Regions from separate parts of the Mus musculus genome. Here all the other regions are linked to region 3. Evidence: chromatin contacts called from public ChIA-PET, Hi-C, HiChIP or PLAC-seq and promoter capture Hi-C data. All regions are on one chromosome and are shown on one strand. Each heading gives the region's core, a stretch centred on a gene start, on an enhancer-like site or on the middle of the called end of the contact. The rest is flanking DNA. Distances are from core to core; before and after follow the strand shown. Region 1 has its middle 17 kb from the start of Ptprc. Region 2 holds the start of Ptprc (protein tyrosine phosphatase, receptor type, C). Region 3 holds the start of Dennd1b (DENN/MADD domain containing 1B). Region 4 has its middle 25 kb from the start of Atp6v1g3. Region 5 has its middle 30 kb from the start of Atp6v1g3. Region 6 holds the start of Atp6v1g3 (ATPase, H+ transporting, lysosomal V1 subunit G3). Region 7 has its middle 75 kb from the start of Atp6v1g3.

The links. Promoter capture Hi-C pulls out the DNA fragments that hold promoters and counts their contacts. A called contact is a pair of places that touch in the nucleus more often than the background predicts. ChIA-PET counts read pairs in DNA pulled down with a chosen protein or histone mark. HiChIP or PLAC-seq counts read pairs in DNA pulled down with a chosen protein or histone mark.
Region 1: a promoter capture Hi-C map of pre-B cells shows a contact between it and region 3, with 3 times the contacts expected there. The contact joins the enhancer-like site here to the promoter of Dennd1b in region 3. A contact is called at or near these places in 2 of 39 promoter capture datasets (the C10 cell line and pre-B cells), 3 of 484 Hi-C or Micro-C datasets (B cells, Th1 cells and pre-B cells) and 1 of 9 other capture datasets (adipose tissue).
Region 2: a contact with region 3 is called in an RNA polymerase II ChIA-PET map of memory CD8 T cells, with 131 read pairs. The contact joins the promoter of Ptprc here to the promoter of Dennd1b in region 3. A contact is called at or near these places in 9 of 39 promoter capture datasets (the C10 cell line, cranial neural crest, frontonasal cranial neural crest and 5 more), 3 of 484 Hi-C or Micro-C datasets (the HPC-7 cell line, Th1 cells and pre-B cells), 6 of 115 datasets of contacts at active chromatin or transcription factors (the SCID.adh cell line, effector CD8 T cells, memory CD8 T cells and 3 more) and 2 of 9 other capture datasets (adipose tissue and liver).
Region 4: a contact with region 3 is called in an RNA polymerase II ChIA-PET map of memory CD8 T cells, with 9 read pairs. The contact joins the enhancer-like site here to the promoter of Dennd1b in region 3. A contact is called at or near these places in 2 of 39 promoter capture datasets (hippocampal neurons and pre-B cells), 3 of 115 datasets of contacts at active chromatin or transcription factors (bone marrow-derived macrophages, memory CD8 T cells and pancreatic cancer cells) and 1 of 9 other capture datasets (liver).
Region 5: a contact with region 3 is called in an RNA polymerase II ChIA-PET map of memory CD8 T cells, with 40 read pairs. The contact joins the enhancer-like site here to the promoter of Dennd1b in region 3. A contact is called at or near these places in 3 of 39 promoter capture datasets (the 3T3-L1 cell line, cranial neural crest and hippocampal neurons), 4 of 115 datasets of contacts at active chromatin or transcription factors (effector CD8 T cells, embryonic forebrain, large pre-B cells and 1 more) and 1 of 9 other capture datasets (liver).
Region 6: a contact with region 3 is called in an H3K4me3 HiChIP or PLAC-seq map of bone marrow-derived macrophages, with 4 times the contacts expected there. The contact joins the promoter of Atp6v1g3 here to the promoter of Dennd1b in region 3. A contact is called at or near these places in 9 of 39 promoter capture datasets (the 3T3-L1 cell line, 3T3-L1-derived adipocytes, the C10 cell line and 5 more), 3 of 115 datasets of contacts at active chromatin or transcription factors (bone marrow-derived macrophages, pro-B cells and thymic regulatory T cells) and 1 of 9 other capture datasets (liver).
Region 7: a contact with region 3 is called in a Hi-C map of adipose-derived mesenchymal stem cells, with 2.6 times the contacts expected there. The contact joins the enhancer-like site here to the promoter of Dennd1b in region 3. A contact is called at or near these places in 2 of 39 promoter capture datasets (the 3T3-L1 cell line and hippocampal neurons), 2 of 484 Hi-C or Micro-C datasets (adipose-derived mesenchymal stem cells and spermatogonial stem cells), 4 of 115 datasets of contacts at active chromatin or transcription factors (effector CD8 T cells, large pre-B cells, memory CD8 T cells and 1 more) and 1 of 9 other capture datasets (adipose tissue).

Annotation. Positions count from the first base shown.
Region 1 is chr1:138,190,053-138,193,781 of GRCm38.p6, forward strand. No RefSeq gene overlaps it. Among named protein-coding and RNA genes, the nearest start is that of Ptprc, 17 kb to the left of the region's middle. Within about 2 kb of position 1,744, at least 151 of the 459 cell types and tissues checked have an H3K27ac peak or open chromatin away from gene starts, as enhancers often do. A contact at or near this core is called in B cells, Th1 cells, adipose tissue and 1 more, where this site is marked.
Region 2 is chr1:138,173,020-138,176,736 of GRCm38.p6, forward strand. Ptprc (protein tyrosine phosphatase, receptor type, C) reads right to left here and starts at 2,107. Exons shown (of 32, transcript NM_001111316.2): 1 at 1,996-2,107. The coding sequence starts at 2,068.
Region 3 is chr1:138,962,081-138,966,096 of GRCm38.p6, forward strand. Dennd1b (DENN/MADD domain containing 1B) reads left to right here and starts at 1,629. Exons shown (of 22, transcript NM_001166501.1): 1 at 1,629-1,805. The coding sequence starts at 1,789.
Region 4 is chr1:138,246,726-138,250,477 of GRCm38.p6, forward strand. No RefSeq gene overlaps it. Among named protein-coding and RNA genes, the nearest start is that of Atp6v1g3, 25 kb to the right of the region's middle. Within about 2 kb of position 2,231, at least 60 of the 459 cell types and tissues checked have an H3K27ac peak or open chromatin away from gene starts, as enhancers often do. A contact at or near this core is called in bone marrow-derived macrophages and memory CD8 T cells, where this site is marked.
Region 5 is chr1:138,302,233-138,306,111 of GRCm38.p6, forward strand. No RefSeq gene overlaps it. Among named protein-coding and RNA genes, the nearest start is that of Atp6v1g3, 30 kb to the left of the region's middle. Within about 2 kb of position 2,124, at least 65 of the 459 cell types and tissues checked have an H3K27ac peak or open chromatin away from gene starts, as enhancers often do. A contact at or near this core is called in effector CD8 T cells and memory CD8 T cells, where this site is marked.
Region 6 is chr1:138,272,039-138,275,764 of GRCm38.p6, forward strand. It overlaps Atp6v1g3 (ATPase, H+ transporting, lysosomal V1 subunit G3), which reads left to right and starts at 1,700. Exons shown (of 3, transcript NM_177397.3): 1 at 1,700-1,809. The coding sequence starts at 1,728.
Region 7 is chr1:138,346,894-138,350,560 of GRCm38.p6, forward strand. No RefSeq gene overlaps it. Among named protein-coding and RNA genes, the nearest start is that of Atp6v1g3, 75 kb to the left of the region's middle. Within about 2 kb of position 1,793, at least 160 of the 459 cell types and tissues checked have an H3K27ac peak or open chromatin away from gene starts, as enhancers often do. A contact at or near this core is called in adipose tissue, adipose-derived mesenchymal stem cells, effector CD8 T cells and 2 more, where this site is marked.

The DNA.
Region 1 (3,729 bases), core at 494-2,993, 770 kb before region 3:
AGAGCTTGGATTTTATGAAATGTTATGTCAAGAGTCTAGCAAAGTGTTTTTAATGTGGAAGTGGCTTAAAACATGCTATATTCTCAGAGAATATGGTCTGTAATCCAGATCTCTGTAAGTCAAAGTCACCAGGGCATCTTAATTCTTTTTCTTCCTTCTTGTTCTTTTCTTCCTATTCCTCCTCCTCTTCTTCAGTTTCTCTGGTTTTACAACAGGTCATTACAGAGATGCAATGTGTCGCTGAGATCCAAACCATTCAGAAGGTCTCTCTCTTGGCCAGAGGCATTGGTTCTACAGTTGAAACATATGCCAGTCACCATAAATGAAAGGCGTGGTTAGTATTTCTAAGAAAGAGGCTTTTTCCAACCACCCCCTTTTTTTCTGAACTAAAAATTACAAAGCTGAGAATTGAATTTTGGGGTTTCTCTGGCTACCACATAAATTCTTAGTGTAAAAATGAAACATGCTAAATTCAAGACAAGAAGTATGAAAAATTATGGTACTATATATATATATATATATATATATATATATACACACATATATGTATACACACACACACATGTAGTTTATACAGTGATGTTCTGAAATAATTTGTTTTTAAGAAGTGAGTTGTCTGTTTTCTTGACTTAGAGCAGCACAGATTTTGTGATAGCAACAATATGTGGAGGAAAACTTTCTCCCTCTGGAGGATTCCTGTATTTGCTCTTTGAGGGCTGTGGGCTGTTTTTGCCATTGGTCATAGTATCTCAGGGCACAAAAACTAAGGCAAGAGAAATCCCACACTTGACAGCATCTCATGCTCTAGAAGAGAAAACAGACTTGTAAGCAAACAGTTAAAGGGTGCTGTGACTGGACTATCATGGTGACTGGAGTGTTCTAGCTTGAAGGAGGAAGTGATCAGGGATGCTTGCTGGAGTGGGTGAGTGAGTAGACAGAGAACAGGAAAGGGAATGGGGGCAGCAATTATGGTCCAAGTGTAGGAGGTGGGGCAGGTTAAGGAAAAAGTCACCTAGGAGGCAGAAGCAAAAATAAAGATCCTGGCTGACTCATGCCCACTGGCACGTTAGTGGGAGGGGATGGTGGAAAACCTCTCAGGCTGTTCCCTGAACTTCAGTGAGAATGGGTAGCTGTGGATGAAGGAAAGAACTTCTGATTTTCCCTTAATCCCAGATTCTCACATTTTTGTCTTATAATTGTTTCCCATTTTCTTTCCCTGCTTTGCTTTTATATTGTGATGTTTTAAGAAAATCTTGGTTGATGTATTCATTCACGTTCCTATTCTCCCTCCCTCCCTCCCTCCCTCCCTCCCTCCCTCCCTCCCTCCCTCCCTTCTCCCTCCTTCTCTCTTTTTCCCTCTCCCCCCCTCCTTCTCTGTTCCCTTCCTTTCCTTTCCTCAAGCTCTTACTAGCTCTCCTTTCTCTGCCTTTTCTCCCTGAGCCCAGAATGTGTGTAGTGCCCCAAAATCCTAAGAGAGAGCAGGAATCAGAGCCGGAGCCGAGATGTGTTGAACAGAGCTGCTGGAAAGCAAAGATAAGGAAAGAATTCTTACGCCTAAAACCCATGCATTTTTTTTAAGGCCAGCTCCCACCACAGAGCTCTGTCCATGTGGTCTCCCATCCAATGATGCATGGCAAAGACTGAGAAATCTTGGCCTAGAAGATGTAAAGCAGTTGGTGGAGGGCTCATTGTAGCTCTCCGCAAACTTCTCTCTGCCTTCTGATGTGGGCGGAAATGCTCTCAGCTTGCTGCACTCCTCTAGCCTCTAGCTGGGTGGTGCAGCTGCAAAGCATGTGCTGTGAACCCTGTAAGCTCAAAAGGAGAGGCACGGATCCACAGCTGTGGCAGGAGCCGAGGGGCATGGGAGACCAGAAGCTTGGTGGCCTTAGCAGTAGCAACATGGGGTCTTCTGTGTCACTAGAGAGAGCCTTTCTGATCCACAATGCAAAGGACCTTGGAGCCCCAGGTTCAGAGATGTTTATGTACAGCCTCTCAGATGAAGTCAATGGCTTCCTCCCTGTTGCAGGCTGGGGTGAGAAGAACCCACACTCACAGGAAGCCAGCGGTTCCCCTTTTAACAATGCCTGCCCCCAGCTCAGCCTTCTTACCCACCTTCATAACTCTTTGTACTAAACAGGGAAGCTGAACTGCTTGCTGCAATCCCATCCCTTGTCTGGGACTTCCTCCTGGGAACCTGGAGGAGGTAGGGTTGCTGGAGCAGGAAGTAACAGACTGGGTTGCATAGCACCCAGTGAAGTTGAATATCAAATTTACAGATGTATGGGTTTGGTCCAACGCCTGGGTTAGCGTTCCCCTGGGTGTTGTGTGGTGGAAGTGAGTTGCAGAAGTGTAATTCCTTCCGCATGACAACATCTCAAAGTTCACATGCATATTACAAGCACATTAGGGCCAGCAGCTCTTCCCATACAGGGAAGGCCTCCTCTAGTACCCCAACTCACATGTATGCCTTACAAGTCTACCTCCTGTCCCTGATTCATCATCATTCCAACTCCATATAGGAGAGATTGGGTATGCTCAGAATGATACTGACATAGACCCATCTCCATACAGGACCATCTTCATTTAAATGTAGAAGGTGGGACTTGGGAACATCAGGAATGGGTTGAAAATCTGCACTGTACCTGAAGACATGTGTGAAAACCTCATTACAAGAGGTTAATTGTTTCTGTGATGTCAGGAAGGGATTTGAAAGGAAAAACGCGGCACACTACATGTTCATCCTGCCCACCAGCTAACACAATCTGCCCTGTTAGTTGTGCCCTTGTGTTGCTGCTGATCCATGAGTGAGCTACCTGAAGCCCATGCACCAAAAACCCAGCCCAATGGCTGGAAAGACAAGTCATCAATTATAAGGAACATTTACTGCTCTTGGAGAAAACCTGGGGTTTAGTTTCCAGCAGCCACATGGCAACTCAGAACTACTTGTAAAACTGATGCCTTCTTCTGACCTCAGCAGGCAGCAGGCATGCTCCCGATGCACTTACATAACTGCAGACAAAATACTCATGAAATAAAGATAAATAAATCTTACCCCTCCCCCAAAACACTCACATTTGCTTGGCTACAAGATAGTACTGCTCTGGTTAGTAGTCCCTGTAGGTGGCTATAAAAACCAAGTTGGAATCTGCTTTTGTGAAAGAACTCACTTGGACCTATAGTTCCTTGATGTTGTCTCAAACCCTGGATAATTGGCTGCAGATAATTGAACCTGGCAGCCATGCTCCCAGCATCCTTCAGTCCCTACCTGTTTCAGAGTATGGCATACCCCCACGCTCATTCTAAACTTCTCCAGGCCAGAGTCTGGGCTGCCCTTCCTCATTGCCCTTCTTTATATAACCCAACCATTTTGGCTATGCCGCTTTTGTAGTCAGTCTGTCAGCCCAGGTTGCCTTTCTTGGTCAGTGCTTCTCTCTCCTTGTTCCTCTCTGAGTCTTCACAGGGCTCAGGGTTCTGTTGGCTCTGGACTCTCAGGTGTGTCTGTCTCTGGCTCTGCTCTCCTATTCATCTGCAATAAACAGTTTCCTTCACCGTCCCTACAAGCAGTCATGCCATTTCCTTTTTAGTTCTAGTTTTCATTTACTCCTGGAATCTTGAGAGAAATAGATGTTTTTTAGTTTGAAGTTTGCAAATAGTGGCATACTTTCAAGAGTATAGGAACAACAACAGCAGCAAAGTAAAGATTAAACATGGAATCTAAAGTGTAAAGAG
Region 2 (3,717 bases), core at 857-3,356, 790 kb before region 3:
CATAAGCTAAATAAAATGCTGGAGTGCTGTGTACTCTCCATGGATGCTTCATTAGTGTTTTACTGTACTAATTTATTTTTCTAAAGCATATAATAAAATGTTGCTCCCTGAAAGTGCATTTCCTGTAGATACCACATTAATTTATCACATGAAAAGAAAATGTAGGATCTGAGTCATTTTTTGCTTAATAAAGTACATAATTTAAAGCCTTAATATGTTCTCAACACTAAATAAAAATGTGTCTTGAAATGCTAAACACCATTTTCAAATACAAATGATCATGTGTGTGTGTGTGTGTGTTTCTAACAGTAAGTTTCTAACACACTCTAAGGAAAACTGTCAGAGTCCTATAGAAAAATATTTATCCTCAGTATTATATTAAGCTTGGTCTTTATAAAAACCGTTCTATCTGTTAGCAATTTATCAACTATCCTTTATCTATATATTGGTTAATAATCTATATTTTAGAATAAAGTATTTAGGAAAGTTGATTTAAAGGTTTCTAGGACCCTTTATGTACATTTTTATGGTGAATTCAAAGATGTTTCTTGTGCAAAAAATATCAATATCCTAATTTATAATTTGGGGGTGACTTGCTCTACAATCTGAAGGTACCTTAATGTTCTTTCTCACCCATTTAAAGAAAATCGGAAAATTGCCCCGAGTGGGGACTTACAGTGGAAATATGCCAATATATGATAAAATGTACAATCTTCAATTCTTCTCTATAATTCTCTTTACATTATAACAAAAATCATAGAGAGCTCACGACCTGGGAAGTAGTTGGTGCATTGTGACAAGATTCTGTGGTGCCCTGCATTGTTTAAAATCATCTTATGCCAGATAAACCTCATCCAAGCAAATTCGCAACTTACCTAACTGGATTTTCTTTTGAAAAAAAAATCCATCTTTCCAATTAAAAAGCAAAACAAACTTATTGTGATAACATCAACAAACAAGTATCTGAGGCTGCATTTCTTTTCCAGGCCCTCAGACAACACAGAGCAGACGTTAGCCGGCTTAGTACCAGGGATTTCTTTGGAAACGAGAGGAGTGAACATCAGGAAAAAAATAAAATTGAATTCTGATACAATTAACTATTTTCCCCATTTAAAAGTATCTTAGATTAAACACTACAAGGAGAAATGCCATCTAGCTGTAACTTGATAATCAACTCATGTCTCAAAGAGAAACTACTCCAGAAATAATTATTGACCAGACCAGATATGTAAGAAGGACTGAACCTTCAGTAAGCAGTGCCTGCCTGGTCACCCTGTCCTGAAGGACACAGCATTTGTAGGAATTTTATGAACTGTAACACACGTCTACCTTTTCAAGGCTGTACTCTGTACCCATCACCCAGGAAGGGCGGTGGCTCTACCAGAATTTCCACAGCAGAATTCATAGGAAGCATTATCTCAGAACTAAAATGATTAATTCAAAACACATTCGATGGTAAGACAACACGGAGAGTTTTTAAAGCACCTAATGTGCTCTTCAGCCTTTCTGTAGCTGAGCATTCAAAACCCTATTTTAATAATCATTAACATTTGAGGAAACAACCCTTTGTCTGAAGAGACTGGCTTACACACAAGCAAAGCTGTCTCGTGATTTTAAACCTTTCATATTTTGATCAAAAGCATTAAAAGCTGACTTAATTAACAATTCCTCTAACCATAGCAGATGCAGGTTGGATCAATTGCTTTAGCTACATTCCTGAACAGTTTCCAAATAAAGAGAGACAAAGAGAGTCAACTTTCCTATTAAAGTGTGATCTTTCCCCGAAACATTTATGTATTTTGAACAGAAGCAGTGTATGCTGCCCTCCACTAGGCCTTGTTTCTCTGAACAACGGCAAACTTGAACATGGAGTAACGAATCTTCTTACTTTCAATATCCATCACACGCAACTTTTAAAAATAGCCATTTCAACCTAGCCTTTGCCACAAAATCAACAAAATACAAGGAAGTAAAAATGAATATGGGTGTGCTTACCTGTGACAAAGACTTCTGTGTCCAGAAGGGCAAATCCAAAGGCCAGAAGTTTGAGCCACAAACCCATGGTCATATCTGGAGATCAGCTGTGCCCCTAAGAAATAGGGTCTCCCTGAAAGGCAAAATAATGGTTATCTCTCTTGAAGTTTGTCTCTGTAAAGCTAAGTCAAAACTAAAAGAAAAGAACGCATACTTTGCACTCTGTCTTATCAGATGGGGAGCAAGTTTCCTACTCTCTTACCCTAAGAACAAACCACTTGCTAGCTACATGCACTGCTAAATGGTGATGTCAGATTCGGTTTTACTAACTTCTCCAAAAATACTGTAAAGGGTCCTCTTTGCAGGAAGTTAAAAAAAAAAAAAAAAAGGTCGTTCAAAGTCAGTGCAATGGCTTCTTACTTCCTTAATTCAAGTAATTATGCTGTTAGCGGTTCGTCTCAATTTTCCTCTAAAGGAAAACAGTTTTAAACTATATAAATATTGCTCCTTTTTAATATCTTTTTAAGGAAGCTTTATTCAAAAACAATACATCCCTCCCAAGTCATCAATAATTTTCTTACCCAAGATATGACAAGCTTCCACATGAGTATAACAACATAGGGGTTGGCAAGATAACACAGTGACTAAGCTGGTACGAGGCTCTGAAGTTCGTTGAAGACGACCAAGTGACCCAAACCAACTGTCTTTCTGCTTATGTCTGCCAACTCCTGTTATTTACCATAAGGAGCTCAGACTCAAATGGTATGCCTATTTCCTCGGTGATGTGGCTTTCCTATGCAAAACTACCTTCACTGGCTTTAAAGAGCCTCCCAATTTGTTTTTCAGGGCTGCTGGTGGTGGTTTCATTGAGTTTTATGCAGGTATCTCCTTGAGTGGTGGAGTGAGACTCTCCTCTGTGCATCAGTGAATTCTGCTTCAAGACAGGAGTGCCCCTACATTTGGGGTTGCTCTGTGCTATTTACCAATGAAAGAAGAGCAATGAAAACCAAGCCTTGTCTTTTACAAAGTTAACTTGTTTCTTTTGATCATAGTATTTCCCCACCCCACCACACACATCCCTGATCAATTTCACATGTATATTGAATTTGCATTATTTCCCCCCACTCTCTCTTTTCCCCAGAACCCTCCTATGTCCAAATACACAGATTCATCCCTAATTCATACCATTTATTCTTTAACTTTTATTGCTACACACACACCTACAAATAAACGCATCCCTACACACACATACACTCATACACACACACCCCTACACATGTATACACACACTCACACACACACACACACACACACACACACCTGAAGGTATAACCTACTGAGTTTGTTTAGTGGTGTATGTGTGTGTGTGTGTGTGTGTGTAGATGTGTAGATGTGTAGGTGTGTGTGTATGTGTCTGTGTTTGTCTGTGTGTACATAGGGTTGACTACCTGGTATCACATAACTAGTTAGGGAGCTCACCATGCGAAAGTCTAATTCTTATATTCAGCAGTCCTTAACTACCTTTCATGCTTCATCTTGAGTGGGGGCCTCTGAGATTTCCCTCATGAACTTTAGCATATCAACTGATCTTGTCACCATTAAGGTCTTGCTAAGGTAGTAAGCCATTTATTGAGGTTTCATGATGATACCCTTCCCGTATACCTAAAAGACACTATCTTGTAGCAGACGTCCTGGTCCTCTGGCTTTTACACTCTTTCCACTCCCTCTTCTGTGAAGTTTTCT
Region 3 (4,016 bases), core at 379-2,878:
CATTGAAAACATTTGTTACTATTTTCTCACCCCAAACTAAGAATTCATGGCACAGTCACCCTAGACAGGATTGTTTACTTTGGAGAAGAATTAATTATAATGAAAGAAGAAACTCTCACATTTCAGGAACTCTTGGGGCAGAAGTCGTTTTTAGTTACAGAATTTATTTCAAGTCTTTCTAGTAAGCTAACTTGTTAGTTAGGCAGCAAAAATCTTTATATGGGAAAACCATATAAACATGGTATAGTTGGCCTAATTGTGAAACTGAAATTCACTGATTTCTCCAAATATCTCACAAGAAGCATTGCAATTTTAAACTTGAACAGCACAGTCCTCATGTGACAGGCGAATCATAATTCCCATTTTACAAATGTAGGAAGCGAGAAACTGAAGTTAATATCCCACGCCAAGACAAGCTGTGACAAAAACAGTATGCTCTGACATTTTGTTTTGTTTTTCAACCACATTGGGAGCTCATTTTTTTTTTTTTTTTTTTAAAGTAAGAGGTTTGTGGCTGTGGACTATATCTTTCTATCTTGATGGAGCAACACCGTTTTTTTTTTTTTTTTTTTTTTTTTTTAGCAGGAAAGTATAAGATCAAATCTAGTCTTTATTTTCCAAGGCTCCGTGTCTGACTTTTATGTGTCGTGACTCATACCACATTCATACCATGTTGGTTTCCTCATTCTCGTACTTTCTGTGTGGATGGATACAGTCTGAAGTAACCCTTACTGCATGACAGTCACTCTAGCCTTGTCAAGGGGGAATGCTAGCTGGGAGAAAGCCTTCTCCAGTCCCTAAGGAGTCTGTGTGACTCTCCAGCCCTGGACAATGTTTTCAACGTCTACCATAAATCTTTCTAAATGTCTTCTTAGTAGATCCTGCATCTGAGACAGCAGCAGACGAGGCAGTAAGAAGCCACAGTAAGAATCAGCAGCAGCTGAGCTTGGTTAGATTCCAACTTTGCCACTGCCTACTGCTTCCTTATCTCAGATCCAGTCTCTTGCTCTGGATTAAGGTACCTACCTATAGCTCAGGTGTTGAAAACACCAAGCCAGTGTTTGTCACTGCTTACAGAAACACATCAGGTTCCACCTCCTCCATCCTTCGTGGTGCCCTCTCAGCTCCCCTAGAACGACACTCTAGGGGGCCTGCTACTGTGTGTTCAAAAGTTAAGTCCCTGGCTGTGCGTCCGGTGTCTGCGGCAGGAATGTGTTTCCCATATGTGCCGGCAACTGGAGCCTGTCCTTGAGCAGTTTGGCAGAGCTGGTTAGCAGGTGCATGAAGTCTGAACATTCCTGAATCAGGAGGGGGCGGCTCTGGGTTTCCGAGAGAGCACTACCGGGGCCACGGGCAGGAGTGAGGCGGAAGTCAGAGCATCCACTCGAGCTCCCAATTTGCAATGAATGGGAGTCGTGATGTGGGAACCCCGGGGCAGAAGTGCTTTCCCAGGCCGGGGATCGCAGGAGCCGGTGCCCAGGACAGCAGGAGGGCAGGTCCTGCCCGGAGCCCGCGCGGCCAGGTGCAGCCGCCGGGCGCGTCCCCGTGCGCCCCCTCCCCCTCCCGCCGACTTCCTGGTTCGCGGAAGGTGGCGAAGCCGCCGCCGGCCGGGTCGCGGGAACCGAGAGGCGGGGGCAGGGGCAGGGGCGGGGGCGGCGTCGCCGCGGTGCTGTCCCCGCGAGGCCGCGGAGGGCGCCGTGGGCCAGCCGCCGCTCGGAGCAGCGCGTCCCGGACGGCGTGCGGGCGTGCGGGCGCGGGGCGACGGCAGCCCCGCAGCGACATGTGACCATGGACCGCAGGACCAGGTGAGCGGCGGCGGGGCCAGGCCTCCGCGGCCCCGGGTGCGGCCTGCCCGGTACGGCCCGCTGCGCGGAGGTCGGCGCTAGGCCGCAAAGCCTGCCCGGCCGGCGACCGGTCTTCCCCGGGCCGGGTCGGCCGTGCGCCGCGGCGGGCGGGCGGGCGGGCGGACGGGCGGGCGGCTCTGCGAGCGGTGGTTAGGGAACCGCTCCCCCGGCGTTAGGATCGCCGTGGTTCCCTTTAGGGTGATTTTTCAGGGTGGCCAGGGTTGCTTTCTGATGCTTTCCCTTCGTTTAAAATGAAAGCGGTGTTTGTTTGTGCAGCCGCTGAGTGTGTGTGCTGCTTGCAGAGTGGTATATGCACTAAGGTGGCTCTTCACCATTGGCCATTTTACTTGTAGGGAGTAGGTAAAAAGCAATTTGAATAACGGTGGCGGCTCTGCTTGGAGGTGTCTTAGAGATGGGTATTTGCAGCTTTTTCTCTGGAAACTTTACTTTGGGAAGAAATCTCGTCTTCTTTGACCGCCCCCTCCTCTTCCGTTCTACCTCACTGTGTGTTAGAGCCACAGTGAAAGGCCCTGTAGATTGCAGAGAAGTATTACCGAGTCAGGATTTATTTACCTAAGACAAATTCTAAATATCTTATGAAGATAGAAATGTTACACATTTTAGAATATTTCCTTTAATATTTGACACCATAGAGGACAGGGTGATTAAAAAAAAACACACAACTTACTCTTTGGACAATTTATTGTACTATGAGGGAATTAAAAAAAAAGATAGCTGGAGCCCGGTTTATGCTCATGAAACAAGTTAATAGCGGGTGGGATGAGGAAGTGGAGAAGTGGATATTTATAAATTAATTTGTATGGGTTGTCTTTCCCTCCAGTTCTAAAGAATGTCATGTTATATATATATATATATATATATATATATATATATATATATATATATATATATATTTAAAATCAATGTTTGTTTAGAAGTGAGAGATAGCATTAATATCTTAAAGAAATTATGTATTAAACAAGCCAATGTACAAAGGCACTAGTCTTAACAGGGTAATTGAAATATACACCATCACTTTTGTGCATTGTGATGTCTTTTCCTTTAACAGTCCCCTGCCTCTCCCTCCCATTATGGTCAAACCCAAGGCTTCAAGCACTCTAGGGCAGATACTGTGCACTGGTGAGCTACATCCCCAGACTTAATCTTATACCTTCTGATGGAAAGAAACTCTACAATACCAAATTTTTGTTTGCTTTGAGTATCTCACTATATTTCAGTCTGCCTTTTGAAATGTACCAAATAAATGGGCTAAGCATGTAGTATAAGAAATTAGGAAGAAAAAAAAAAAAAAAAAACAAACCCAAACTAGTACTTGTGAAGGAACTGAAACAAACTTTCTGTTCTGTGTGTGTGTGTGTGTGTGTGTGTGGGGGGGGGGATTTAATGAGGAGGCCAATGTCCAAATTCCTTAAAAATAGTTGATATTAAGAAAATAATTTTTGTTAGGTTTTGTTACCTTGGAGTGTGTGAACAGCTCTCTACTTTGAGCATGTTCAAGTACAATAAAGATTTCAGGAAAGCCTGTGTACAATATCCTATCTATGGAGAGCGTGTCTGTGAGTCTGGAATCAGGTTTTTATCCTCTGGAGAAAACTGGCCAGCCTATGTTAGATCTGTGACAGTGTGAGAGGATGCTTAAGGGTGTACTGGCTTTCCATTTTTGATTCAGGAGGGTGAAAATACTACTCTACAGTGTTCTTTCCCACATTGATTTGCTGGTACTCTGAGATGGGCAGGGTGCATTATAGGTGAGAAAGCATTCTGACAGCTGACACACTTTGCCCCCTGATCCAGAACTCCAAAGTCTGAGCTATAACTCTTATCAAACTGATAAAACATTTTCATGTCTATTTTTGCTACCAAGTCGGGAATATCATAGAGTATGCTGAGACAGGAATAAGACTAGATTTAGAGTGGTGGTGTCCTCGGGAGGCAGAGGCAGGCAGGCAGAGGCAGGCAGATCTCTGAGTTTGAGGCTAGCTTGGTCTACAGAGTGAGTTCTAGGACAACAAAGGCAACACAGAGAAGCCCTGTCCCAAATAACAAGAAAAAAAAAGTCAGTAAATTATAGGGATGGAGTTTTCAACATGGAAAGGCTTTGGGCTTAATTCTTAGCACCACAAAAGCCCACATGTATAGGAATATCCTTGT
Region 4 (3,752 bases), core at 981-3,480, 710 kb before region 3:
CCCAAGCATTTTCCATAAATTTCATAGGCTTACACAGGAGGTCCATTAGTTGCCAAGGAGGGAAAGTATCAGTTGTATCAGGAGAAGGTTCTTCCCCTCTAAGTTGTAAAATGTCTTTAACGCATATCAAGACACCATGCGTCTCACAGTACCTATGGAGTTGCAGGGCTGATTAGTATGCGTGCAATGGAAATAGACCATGCTTACTGAAGCCTGAGATTCTCACAGCACTCATTGATATGCAACACCACCATTGTCATATCCTTCCTACTGGAAATGGCTGAATGCCCCCAGGGGTTCATACTTCTATAGACTGTGTGCAATGGCAGCATCCCACACTCTGCAGGGAGGTGATGTCTATATGAACAACACAGAGAGAGGGAGAGGGGGAGAGGAGGGGAGGGGGAGGGGGAGGGAAGGAAGGGGGAGGGGAGGGGGAGAGGGATGATAGTAATGTAAATAAGATTCCTTTGTATTGAAGACTTACTATGTACAAGGCTGTCTTATGTTTGATTTATTTTTTCATATAAATATTTCTGTTGGTCCTAAACAATGCACTGAGGCCAATGAGATACTTGTATTGAGTCTAGTGAAGACCTGTGAGGAAATAGAACTCAAGGATCAGCACAAGACACCCCAAGAACAATTCCAGGGCCAATGGAACACTGGGAATACAGAGCTAGGGATATTGGGATAGAGGAACAACATTCTGAGGGGTTAGCACAGTAATATATTGTTTTCCTCTAGGAGTATTGGCCACACAATCGAACAGTAGCTAAACATTTAGAGGGTTCACAGAGAAAGATTAGAATGTTGAAGCAAACAAGCGATTTTATGGAAGGATCATGGACTCTACCAGACGACCCCTAGAGACAACAGCTGAGTAGATGCTAAAGGATGAGGAGGGTTGGATGCAGGGAAATGGATAGACAGGAACAGAGGAGAGCATAAAGCATCATCTACAACATCATCCCGGTTTTGTAAAACCGAACGCTTGGAAGAACAGAGCAAAATGCTAATGTGGTTACTGCAGGATGACAGAGTTATGAGCCCATTTTATTTTATTTTCCTGTCTTCTGTATTTCCTAAATTTTCTTCGTGGAATATATATTGCTTTAGTAATTGACAGAAAATTCAAAACAGATGTAGTAGTCCAGAAATATGGGAGTAAAACCAAACAGGTAATTAAAGACAATCATTCCCAGACCTTGAGAATGGAGAGTGATATCCGGCACCCTGGAAGCATCAACAACTGCCCTTAAGGAGGGCTGACTTACCACAAGCAGCCCTCCCTTCTGCCTACCTTCCTGCATAGAAACACATATCCAAACTGACAAATACGTGCACACACCATCACACACACACACACACACACACACACACACACACACACCCTGGAGGCTCACACACACATGCATACATACAAGCAGAGAGAGAGAGAGAGAGAGAGAGAGAGAGAGAGAGAGAGAGAGAGAGAGAGAGAGAGAGAGAGAGGTCTAAAGCAGAAGGATGTACACACACTTCTACACTTCCTTTTTTATGACAGGAAGCATTCAATAGGACTAACATCAGCAGCCACACCCATGTGTCTCTGAGCTTCTGCTTGGCTCTGGGTAGCTTTGCCTGCGCCTGTTTCTACCTTGGGTCGTGGACACTAGCAAGTGTTGAGATATTGGGGAAAGTAATGGAAACCAAAAGCATTCCTTGTTGAGTAATTTCTGTGTCTTTCTGCTTCTATCTTCCATCCCTACTTTTATTACAATAAAACATTTAGGAAAGAGGAAAGTGACATTTTTTTCCTGGTCCTATGATTTGACAAAATGATAACAGGTGTTTCCCTTAACAAAATTTTAGTATGTGTCTTCAAGAAACTGATCAATGTCACTATTCAGATGTTGTGTTACAAAATTTTCCTGAGATCACATGATCACACACACACACACACACACACACACACACACACACACACACATTCACATACATCTATTCATCCCAGATAGGTACTCTAAACAGACCAAAGTATAGATACCACCAAAGTCCAAGTTAATGAGATTTCTTTTTGGAGTTATTGACATGAGTAAAAATGACTCACAGACAGCTACCCCAATAAAGCACACTCTAGCACGGGCAACAGTACAGAAAAGCTGGTCACCTGGAACACTCTGCATAGCCTACAGACAGCTCACTAGGTTAGCGTGTCCTTTCCATTTGACTGATTTGTCTAAAGGTCTTCAGGGACTTTCTGCTGGTTTCTGCTGGTTTAGGTGTGGCTGTGATCTGAGAGTCCTCTTTGCAGCTTGGCTTATCTGAGAGTGACTCACAGCAGTTTGGACTGTTTTGCCTTGGGAGGAAGGGACCTAGTGAATTTGGTCAGTTTTGGGAACTTCCTGAAGCTGTTTTGAGTTCTTTACCTTCTTGCCTTAAGGAGTTTTCCCTACTGAATGGAATGTTCATTCCAATCTGGATGAAACAACTATGCAACACTGGGCAACTGGAAGTTTCCCTTCTAAAGACCACTTTCTGAATTCACTAGCTCTCAGTTTACACCTTCCCACAATTCCACTTTATATCTACATAGTGTAATACATAAAATTAGGAAATTTTGAAATAGTTACTGAATTCAAGGGATTATATTGTGTAGATCATTCAATCTTTTATGACTTACTTTTGATCCTCATTTTTCTATGGTTCCTAGGTCATGGTTTTATTTCGTTAAGGAATACTTATCCTACAGCATCTCAGGGCACTTTTTTTTCTTTAGTTGCATGTTTCTTTAGTGACAAGGGGAAATGATTTATTTGAGATCCAGATCCTAATTTTAAGTACAACTTGGGTTGAGTGTGCCTTAACTGTAGGGGATGGGGTCTCTAATCCCACTTTGGTTATGGTATGCTAAACTACCTACTCTGAATGACATGGCTCTTAACAACCTTTCATCTGGAAAATGCAATTCACAAAAGCTTTAAAAGTGTGAACTGTATAGAAAACTAAGAGAGGACCACAGGGAAGGTTCTAGATAAGCAGGTTTCAGCTGGAGCAATAGAAATCACTTTGGATCAAAGAAAATGAAGTCAAATCCCTCCAGTAATCAGATGTGTGTGTGTGTGTGTGTGTGTGTGTGTGTGTGTGTGTGTGAGAGAGAGAGAGAGAGAGAGAGAGAGAGAGAGAGAGAGAGAGAGATCTTCCTATCTCTGACTGCCATAGCATTGGTGTTATAGGTGTGCACATAGCCATAGCAGGCTGTTACATGGGTGCTGGGGAATCTGAACTCAGTACTTTAGCCACTAAGCCATCTTTTAGTAAACTATATTTTTAAAAAAATAACACTTTAAAAACATAATCTTTGGAAAAGCTAAACATTGCCCTCCACTAAAAATAAATTGTTTTGAAGAGTTGATTACTCAGAGTGGATACAGTTCATGGTACAGTAGTTGCCAAGCCAGGAGAAGCTTTCTTCCTTCTACTGTGTTTTCCATTTTCACATCTTTTGCTTATTTGAGGTTACTCAACTTGTGTTCAAACAAGTCCCAAAGAAAACATTACTGAGGGAAAAATCTGGTTCTGTCTGCTAAGATGTCAGATCTGGACTATCTTGGAATATTAACATTTCTTAGAATAACCTACGACCAGCTTGATGCCTGACTCAAAAACTAATTGATTCTAAAATCAGCCCAATGTTATTCAGTAGAGAACTTCCTGGATCCTATTTCATTCCCAGCCCATAATCCTAGAATGGAACTGGGAGTGAGGAA
Region 5 (3,879 bases), core at 874-3,373, 660 kb before region 3:
ACCACCAATCCAGAAATGGCGCGATTCACAGTATTCTAGGTCATCCCACAACCATCATCAATCAAGAAAATATACCACAGGCTAGCCCATAGGCCAAGCTGGTGGTCGCATTTTCTCAGTTGAGAGTCTCTTTTCTAAAGTGACTCTGGCGTGTGTGAGGTTGGCATAAGTCTAGGCAGCACAGGGATTAAACCATTGATGTCTTTTCTCCTCTGGTTGCCTGAATGACACTTTCTGGTACTGTGAAATCTAGTTGATTTGAGATTGATGTCTCTATGTCCAGCAACTGCAGTGTGTGATATCGTCAGCAATAGGGTCAAATATGATTGGTGAGAGCAGTAAATACATATGATATGTAAGAAGTGGGGAAATTTGGGAGCTAAAGGACAGAGGAATGGAGGAAAAGCAAGATAGAGAGTGGGCTATCCAAGATGAAGGATACATAGAAAAACTCTGGAAAACCACTAGCTTGTACACTAATTTTTAAAACATTTAAGGGAAATTTGAGTACAGGTAACCTGAATGGGAAACAATTCTATTCACAGAAGACATACATTGCTAAATGAAAATCTCAGTGTCAAGCATAAGATATGTCCCTGTGAGCTATTGTTGGGGTGGTCCCCAAGAGTCCTGCAAACCAGACAAGCTACCACAATTGTACCACAATTGCTCTTGGCTGCCCTCCAATGGAACTTTTAAGGAGTTAAAGAAAGAGTGGGGTACAGAGGAGATAGTTCAGTGAGTAAAGTGTTCACTGTCCTCACTCGGGTGAGTGGTCCCTAGGATCTATGTAGCTGAACAGTGTAGGAACGGGTCAGGGCCCTGAGCCCTGTGCAATGGGTGTAAAACACTGGGTCCTTGGAGCTTGCTGACATTGTGAGATAAAGACCTTCTCTCTCTCTCTCTCTCTCTCTCTCTCTCTCTCTCTCTCTCTCTCTCTCTCACACACACACACACACACACACACACACACACACGTGCACAAACTAATAAAATAATGACGGTGAGCAGTATGATGAGGTTGATGATAATGATGATGACGACAGTGGTGGTGGTGGTGGTGGTGGTGGTGGTGGTGGTGGAGGTGGTGTGAGGAAGTGATGGAGGAGGATATCCAGACATCAACATCTGTCCTCCACAGGTGCCTAGACACTGAGTTGACCAGGACTCACATTTTACCATTAACTCCTATGATTCACATTCCCCTCTAAAAACTTACCTACTGCACATGTGCAAAGATACCACAGCTGTAGAAGTTCTGGGTCCACCCTTCCTGTTCTTCCGTTGCAAATGTTGAAATCTACAGATCACATTTTAGTTACTCAGTATACTTCCTGTTACCATGTGTGTGTACATGTATACACATGTGCATACAGCTACATGTGTGCACATGTGTATGTATGCATGTATGTGTATGTTTGTAAGTGTGTGGATGTGGATGTGTCTATGCATATATGCATGTGTATATGATTCTGTATATGGCTATATGTACGTATAGGAGAGTGTGCATACGTGGGGGAGAGTATACATATGTGTGTGCATGTGGTTGGGTTTGTGTACATGTACAAATATACACAAGTTCTAGGTAAAATACTTTCACATGTCATTCACACACACACACACACACACACACACACACACCTCAACCTGTTACCTTTCTTTTAAGAGTCTGATGGCCTCTCATCTTTCCTGTCAGTTCCATAAACACATTTTTAACCAGGTGTCATATGTACTTGTACAGTTTGCTAGAAAGGGCCCTGAAGCCAGAGTCTGGAATCCCAGGGCCCAGTCTAGCACAACACTTTAACAATATTTATGAAGTGACGGAGACATCATTGTGCTATCTGATGGGCACAGAACCAACTTCTTCAGGTGCATTGCAGTTTTCAGTGTTCATCAAAATCAAACAGTGGTGTGTCATACTGTGGATCTGATTGAAAAACCAAAACCCAGAGGTTAAATACTCTGCTCAAAGTGGCAGTGCCAACAACTGCTACAACCAGGACCCAGACACAGTCTCTAAATCCTGAAGCTAATCAAGTGCTTTGTTATGGTATGGCCTTGTGTTGGTTACTGCTTCTTCACTGGAAAACCAGCAACCACCACCCTACTCCACCCATTGTGACATAGGTGACAGGTCAGACATTCACTTTGTCACCCTTAAGCTCTTCCTGTTTGCACACTTTGAACACCCTTATCTTGATGGTAATTCTGCCCAGCAAGTGCCTTTTTCTTTTAGTCACTCTAAAATAAGTCTTCCTCCTCGTATCTAGCTGCTTGGTTCCTGTTAAATGCAGGCCACATTCTTCTGCATTCTGAATGTCAGGGTCTCACTTCTAGGGCACTGTGCTTGGATGCGAGACTATGTTCCTCCCTGCTCTGAGCTGTACCGGCTCCACGTTTATAAACTCTCAGGCTAAATTGTCTGAAGGATCCTTTCCTCTGCACATCTTAGGTTGACGCCTTCTGCCAGGCTGGGGCTAGACGCCCTCCCTTTCTCTGTCTCGGGGCTGGGTCCCATCTGGTGAAAGCTATTATACTCATTTCCCTTTGGTTTCCCCTCTATTCAGTGCTGTGATGTTTCTCTCCTTCTGGTTCTTCATATGGGACTCAGACAAAGCTCCCACTCCTGAAGTGCTCTCCACCTCCTTGGGCCAGCATTTCCCCCACGGCTCCTATGGCTCATCCTCTTATTTACCCTCTGCCATTGTCTCCCGTTCCCTTTGTTGTCCCACCACAACCAGAATTCTATGTCCTTTATCCCAGTACACCCACAGCACTTCAAAATAGACCCTCTTCCTGAATTCTCTTTCTCCCTTCCAGGCCTCAGGCTTCCCCGCACTCGGGTGAGATGATAAGACTTGCTACAGTATTTTTTTTTATCAATCTCTTTCATTCCAGGACCTAAAGAGGGTATAGCTACTTCTGAGAACCTTTTATTAAAAGCTGTGGGGAAATTTGTCCCTTTTCACCATAAAGGTTACAAATACTATTGACAAAGGACACTACTATAGCCTTGCTGTCTAGACCCAAATAATAATAACCTCATTCCCAGCTGGAGGAGGATATTCACTCAGCCCTGTGAAAGGCAGAACACTTCTGTTTTCTTGGGTGAAAAGTTACTTGTAATTAGTTTCTTATTATCTATACAGTCTCCCTCTCTCCTTTTTATTATTGGTAACTCCTTCTCTTTCTTTTTTTTTTTTTTTTTTTTTTTTTTTTTTTTTTTTTTTTTTTTTTTTTCCATTTTTTATTAGGGATTTAGCTCATTTACATTTCCAATGCTATACCAAAAGTCCCCCTTACCCACCCACCCCCACTCCCCTACCCACCCACTCCCCCCCTTTGGCCCTGGCGTTCCCCTGTACCGGGGCACACAAAGTCTGCGTGTCCAATGGGCCTCTCTTTCCAGTGATGGCCAACTAGGCCATCTTTTGATACATATGCAGCTAGAGTCAAGAGCTCCGGGGTACTGGTTAGTTCATAATGTTGTTCCACCTATAGGGTTGAAGATCCCTTTAGCTCCTTGGGTACTTTCTCTAGCTCCTCCATTGGGAGCCCTGTGATCCATCCATTAGCTGACTGTGAGCATCCACTTCTGTGTTTGCTAGGCCCCGGCATAGTCTCACAAGAGACAGCTACATCTGGGTCCTTTCGATAAAATCTTGCTAGTATATGCAATGGTGTCAGCGTTTGGATGCTGATTATGGGGTGGATCCCTGGATATGGCAGTCTCTACATGGTCCATCCTTTCATCTCAGCTCCAAACTTTGTTTCTGTAACTCCTTCCATGGGTGTTTTGTTCCCACTTCTAAGGAGGGGCATAGTGTCCACACTTCAGTCTTCATTTTTCTTGAGTTTCATGTGTTTAGGAAATTG
Region 6 (3,726 bases), core at 450-2,949, 690 kb before region 3:
GAGTTTCAGACCAGTCTTGGCTACATGAGATCTTGTTGGGAAGAAAGGAAGGAAGGAAGGAGGGATGGAAGGAAGAAAGGGAGGGAGGGAGGGAGGAAGGGAGGGAGGGAGGGAGGGAGGGAGGGAGGGAGGGAGGGAGGGAGGAAGGAAGGAAGGAAGGAAGGAAGGAAGGAAGGAAGGAAGGAAGGAAAGAAGGAAGGAAGGAAGGAAGGGAAGAAGGAGAGAGAGAGAAAACAGAGAGGAAGGAGGGAAGAGGAGACAAAGTCAGGTACATTTACACAATGGAATACTACTCAGCTATTAAAAATGATGAATTCATGAAATTCTTAGGCAAATGGATAGAACTAGAAAATATCATCCTGAGTGAGGTAACCCAGTCCCAAAAGAAAACACATGGTATGTACTCACTGATAACTGGATACTAACCCAAAAGTTTGAAATAACCAGGATACAATTAACAGACAACATGAAGCTGAAGAAGAAGGAAGATTAAAGTGTGGAAACTTTGGTTCTTCTTAGAAGGAGAACAAATTACTCACAGGAGCAAATATGGAGATAAAGTGTAGAGCGGAGACTAAAGGAAAGGCCACCCAGAGACTGTCCCACCTGGGAATTCATTCCATATACAGTTACCAAACCCAGGCACTTTTGTGGATGCCAAGAAGTGCATACTGAAAGGAGCCTGATATGGCTGTTTCCTGTTCCACTGGTATAGATGAGACACTTGAAAAGATTAGGAAAAAATAATCTTTGAAACCTTAAAAGGCTTGGCCCTCCTTTTTAAATTTGTGTTTAAATCCAGGCACCTATTGGAAGAAATTGCACCTGACAGACTAAGTGACAGAAGTTTTTCAAGCTGAAGTCCATGAAAAACCCACTGGTGGGTCATACCATCTAAGTGAAAAAGGAACCAACCCCTCCTTTCCAATACAAGCATTGGATGCATAGAAATGTTACGTTGCATTCTTTACTTGAGTAGCTTTCTTATTTGTCTCTTACTGTACAGAATCAGGTGAAATATGTGGACATCACTGTACATTGTGCATAGATGGACATAGATACAAAGTAACAGAAAAGATATGCCTAAACTAACCTCAAGTGCAGGACAATAATCCCTCCTATTGTTGCCTGAAGCACTGTAGTAAGATCATCATGAACTCCAACAAAGCCTTACAAGAGAACAGCATAAGGTGCCCTAATGGTCTTCCTTTTCTACCTGAGGCCTAGGACAAGAAGAAAATAGATCTTCACCCACAAAGACAGACAATCTCTTTCCTTGAAGAAGGAAAATCAATTTTCCTCAAGCAGATAATTCAATCACAGAGACAGATAAAGGCCTGAGAAATTATTGCAAATACAAGGTGCAGGGAGAAACATTGTAACCTGAAAGGCAATTCAGCAACAGGTCAGTATTGGGATGTGGGGGTATATGGTGGCAAATATTGTTCCTAGAGATGTCCTACCTATTTCTTTAAGGAAACCTGGGAGCCCTGTATAGTTGCCTTGTTAATACAGAGCTCAAGTCAGTGACAGTGAATTGCCAGTGTCTTGGAGTCACTAACTTGTTTTCCTGGATTCCTCCTTGAGCTCACCTTGGCATCCAACTCTTTGATCCAATCAGGCAAGTTTGGAACAAACACCTATGTGTTCACTGTTGACAAAACAAGTTGAAAAGGACCCGTATCTCCCAGCTTCCACCGAAGTCACCTTCCTTGGAGCAAGACACCATGACCAGCCAGTCTCAGGGGATCCAACAGCTCCTGCAGGCAGAGAAAAGGGCCAAGGACAAGCTAGATGAGGCAAAGAAAAGTAAGTGTCACCCAAGGGGCTGGTCAGAAAATGCAGAGGGACGAGGGAGAGGACCATGGGAGTCCTTGTCAAGCAGACCTGGATTTGAACTGTGATGTTACTACTTTCCTAGTGAAACCTTAAGCCATTAGGAGGAACTCTGCAGCTGCATGTTCCACACTCCACACCAGGAAGGGGTTTTTGTTAATTGGGGTGGATGCTTTTGAGAGGCCGTGTGCAAAATGAATAGCTCTGAGGTTATGGATATAGGCTTAAGCCTACCTCTGCATCTTCTTTTACACACTTACACCTCAGTTGGCACCATACTGTGAAATGGTGTAGAGACAGGCAACTTTCTGATCAAGTCCATCACTAAGCAGTAACTCTTTCCCTTCCTTGTGGTGAATTGGTTTCTGAACACCCAGCCACGTGAGCACCAACAACAGAGGAGAAGATTCTAATAGGAGTGACGGCAAAGAAAGGGAAGGAGGAAGACAAGTTAAACCAATTTGCTTGATGCTTTTTGAGCAGCTATTTACAGTTTCATTAAATTGAGATAACGTTTAACAGCTTGCTTTCCCTCTCTGGGTAGCCTTTTACATCCCAACATCTTAAATGTCTCTGTTTTGGTCTCATTTGCTGCCTTCTGATTTAGACATATATATCTATGTTTGCATGTGAGTGTCTTTAACTTTCTTCCTACTCTTATTGACATGCACGGTGTGAGTAAGGCATCAAAACTATTTCTAATTCATGAATGCAAAAAATAGGTTTTATGATTTGCCCAAGGCAATATTTTAAAAGACAAAAATACAACATCAGCTACCATGCTCAGTATTTATTTTGTTTACTTTTCACAATGGTCTTTGTGGAAGGAAGACATGATGCTAAGCAGCATTTTTAGGATGCTCACGGTCACACAGAGAAGACTTGGAACCAATAGGAGTTGGACCAGGTCTCCATCTGCAGCCAGCTCCTAAACAATGCAGTATAGACATTTCATATAGTTTTTATACAAGACTGACATCTTGAATTCTGGTTCCCTAAGCCAAGATCTATGTTTTTCCAGGATTCTCTCTATCATTTACTAATATGTAACAATTTGAAGTGTCATTCATCTTTATAGCATTTTCCTGCTTTGTCTGCAGATAGATTCAAAATCGGATAGGAAGGGGGTTGCAGTGTCTCTAAAATGTTGCTTATGTGACTTCTGGGATGTCAGACAGGAAGCAGGCAGACAGTGTTCATTCTCTGGTGTTTGCAGTGGCAGTAAAACCCTTCCCCTTTCTTATGGTGAATTGGTTTCCGAACATTCTGCCATGTGAGCACCACCACAACTCTAGAGGGGTGACAGCAAAGGCAGGGAAGGAGGAAGGTACTTAAAACCATTACTAACACTCTATATCCTTTTGCCATGACAAAACCATGCATGCAATCGCAAGAGAGTGTGAATGCAATAATGTTACAGAAAGGCAAGCAATCCAGAACCTACCAGTTTAAATAGTCTAGAAAATTCTCAAGCCTTGTATTCAAATATCTCTACTCATAATTAAAATTCCTGGAATAATAAACTATTATAAGATACAATAGACATGGTATCTTTGTTCCAAGGATGGTACTGGGCACATATCCGATCAATATTACTCTGCGGTTCCAATAAATCTTGCCAACTCTACTCAAAGTGCTTAAAGAAGAAATATCACTAATTATGCAAGTTGTTTAGGAGTGAGTGCCACTGAGGATGCTGTGCTTTGGAGTTCATAGTGAATACGAACACCAAGTTTCTTTCTCCCCCTTCAGTGACTATGCTGACCTTGGGCAATCATTCCGCAGAAATCATATTGAAACTGCATATTTTATTATCTGTGCTCCAAAAAGTCATTTTATTAATGGACACCTTCGTGTGTATGTGTGTGCTGTGTGTGTGTGTGTGTGTGT
Region 7 (3,667 bases), core at 543-3,042, 620 kb before region 3:
GTTCGTTTTTATTTTTTCCCAAACTGAAAAGAAAAGGTTATATTTTCTTTCTGCTCATATCCATCTTATTATTTTTAAATTTAATTTCAACCTGCCTCTCCCTTTCCTGTTTTTACCCAAAAGTAGAATTGTAAAAAAACATTCTGTGGTGTTATTTCTGGCCAGTATCAAGCCAGGAAGCTCTTGCAATCTTGAGGGAGTGCCTGATCCTGAGAGCTTGCCAGCCTTCCTCCAGCTAGGTGGAAGAAAACAAAGACACTCGATACTCTATGACTTCTTCCTCAGCGCTTGTGGATGCTCGCTTACTTTGGGAAGATTCACAGCAATAGCGAATGATGAGAATAAGTTGCATTAATTCACAGGCACATGCGTCCTGGTTCCCCTTCTGAAAACTAGTGGGTTGGTTTTTTTTAAGGTAAAAGTTGAATGAAGAAACAGATGTTAACTCCAAAAGTCTTTCTCCTGCAATATGTAGCAATGGGCATTCCCCATCAAACTGCTCATGGAACACTCCTTATAGCCATGCTCTTTAAAATAACCCCTCAACTTTTGAGATTTACACAAAACTAAATTTTACTCCATAGCAGTATTCTCCTCTCAAAATTCAAAAATCTAACCTCAATAAATTTAGCTTATGATTTGCTTTTGATGTAAAAGCAAGTGGGAAAATTTTAAAAACTTAAGTTCCATAAATTTCAAACATAATTTTTTTTCAGAAATTATTTTATAGCTAATAGAATTCTACTGGAGGAGGAAGGGCCATTCTCACACAGGAGCATCAGTCTCCAGTCTGAGCAACTTCACTCTGCAGGGTATTCTGTTTCACCAGTTATGTAGCTGTGTCCAGCTGTCATCCATGGTATTGACTACTTCTGTGGTTGTGATCTATTGTGGGTATATAAATATATAACATATGCATTGCTTTTTTTCTTCCTGATAGTGAATGAAATCGTTAGATTTTTTCCTGAATAAGCAGAAAACACTATACATTTTTAAACAAATCCATTAAAATAATCAGTGTCCTCCCTCCATACTGAGTGCATTTGGCATCTTGAACTACATGGCCATTTCTAGCTAATGTTAAAAGAAATATATTGAATTATTGGAAACTTAGAACTGTTTTCACCCAAATTCAATTCTGAGCATCTACAGATTGGTCAATTTGAACCCTTATGCCTATGGGTTTTTTTTTCTTTCTTCTAGTGTGTATGGACACCATTGAAATAAAAGAGAAAACTTGCAAGAATGAGCCACTTTACAACATTTCATATTTAATTAGAGAAGACGAGCCAGGAGGGCTGCTGACACGGTGCCAGAGAATATTTCTAATTGCTTTACATCTTCCTACTTCGTGATGATGTCTCCTCTAGTGGGAGAAAAAAAATAAATCAGTTAATAATTACAGGTACTACCATTTTTTTTTTCAGAAACAGTCAACACCCCTCAGTCAGCTAGCTCGGACCTCAGTGTGGTGAGCTGTGCTTAGTCTCCTGGATACTATTGTTTAGATTTTCCTCATTGATTCCCAACACTTACATAAAGTCAAACACATCAGGCCTCCTGCTGATGGAGGTTAATCTGCTCACTGTACAGATGAAGGACAGGTCACAGCGAGGCTTCTGGCCCTTACTCACTAGCTTCTCCATGAGAAGTAGAACTCAGCTCCCCCATGAACACGCTTTGCTTTTGGGTTCCTGCCATTCCCTGGGGCTGTTCGTTAGATTCCACACAGACTTCTCATGACATGACTCACACTTGACTCACAGAGTCTACAAAGAGCACAAAAGCCAGCTGACCACATCCTGCCACGCACACCCCTTTAACAGTCCCAAGCCCTCTCTTTCTAAGTCACTGCCCTGGGAAGACGGTATTATACCCAATCTGATAGGTACTTACTTCCTTGTGCTATTGCTCTGACGGTCTCAGGGCATTTTGCAAACACTCTGCATTCACCTTTACCTCACCGGAAGAAAATCCTCTTTGTGCAGGGAAAAATACATTGGTCTTAGGTAGCTTCTACTTTCTGGTTTGTCCCTAGTCTGTCTGATATGTGTTTATGTATGCTGCCTAATGTCTAAGTGTTTGGCTCATGTCTCTCACTGGAGCGGGGGAGGGGGGGTATAAGAGATACTTTACAGAAATCTTTAGCAAAGTTTTATAAGCAAAAATATCACAGAGTTCAACTGAGCCATGTGACAGACAATACTGCCAACATACCGTGTATCAAACAATATCTCTATGCTGTTTCCAACATTTATGGCAAGTATTTGTAGCATAAGGTCTCTTTTGACATATTTGCTGTTTTCAACAAATGATTATCATAACACAAACACACACACACACACTGTTCTCTGGGTCAGGGGCATGGAACAGTACATAATTTAAGATTACAGCTATGCACTAGTGTAGGTTGTAAAAGGTGATTATATTGGAAATCCAAAGCAAATAAAGTTGGGTGTTCTTTTGTTCTCTTAAATCAAGTTAAGCAAGCAGGCCAAGTACACAGTAGGATGGCAGTCATAGTATTATATGACCTCAAGGTGTATTGTTAACTCAGGGGACAGGGGCTTACTGGCCTCAACCGTACACAACACACAACTAAGGAATTCTGTGAGAGAGTAAAAGAAATAGTCTCAGAGAAGAAAAATAGGTAAAGAAATAAACCAATTGATTATCTAATACCAAATGCCCGACCCTGAAAACATATGTATACAAGTAATATTATATAGGCTGAGTAGGTTGTATTCATTTATATACATGATATATAATATTCATTTCTATATGAATATTATATGTAAATGAATATATTCATATGTAATGCATAAATATGCCAACTCTTCATCATATGCAATGATTTTAACCAGTTGTTGCATAACCTCAGTGCCTATGAAATTACTGATTTTAACTTCCTAAACCCTCTCCTGCTGAACACATCACAAAGGCTGCCTGTTAGACTTACGTGTGCCCTCTACTCCTGCACTGTAGCAAATCTGAAAAATGGATTTTCCATTGAGTATTACTGCTCTGTTTTTTTTTTTAATTCAGCCACCAGTAGAGAGATTGAAACAAATGTATAGGCTCAAAAGATCAAATAGACTATGAAGCACAGAAACCCAAGACAATATGGGCAATGAGTAATAAAATTTGAGATGTAGAGACACCACTTGGGTAGATCAAATTTTGTAAGTTCAACCCAGAAACAACCACAAGAGACTCATCAGACTTGCTAAAGGTGAGGTGTCAGCTAGTGAACACCCTCAGATCTGTTACAGACTTTTATCCCACCTTACTCAGCTGAATAAATTCTAGCCCAGGTCATTTTCTTTACTCAAACCCTGGAGCGCCTTCAGATGGAAAAGTGACGTATACCGCTATACCACTCACAGTTTGCTTCTGCCTGCTGCTCTCCGGTAACTTGAAAGTGGTTCTATGCAATGGCCTGCTTCTCCTTATTCCCCGAAGCTTGAAAAGTTCTTTCAGCTAAATGAGCACCCTGAAAGCTACGTTTGCAGAGCACATCTGTCTGCATACTCTCAGCCATACAGTGCTCCCTGCCTCCACCCGCTAAGCAGGAAGTGTAGGAACTGGACTACGTTCTCCTGGAGGAGGCTCTTGTTAAGCGCACCATCACTCCTGCATCTGGGAACCTTAAAGTTTAGTATCACGT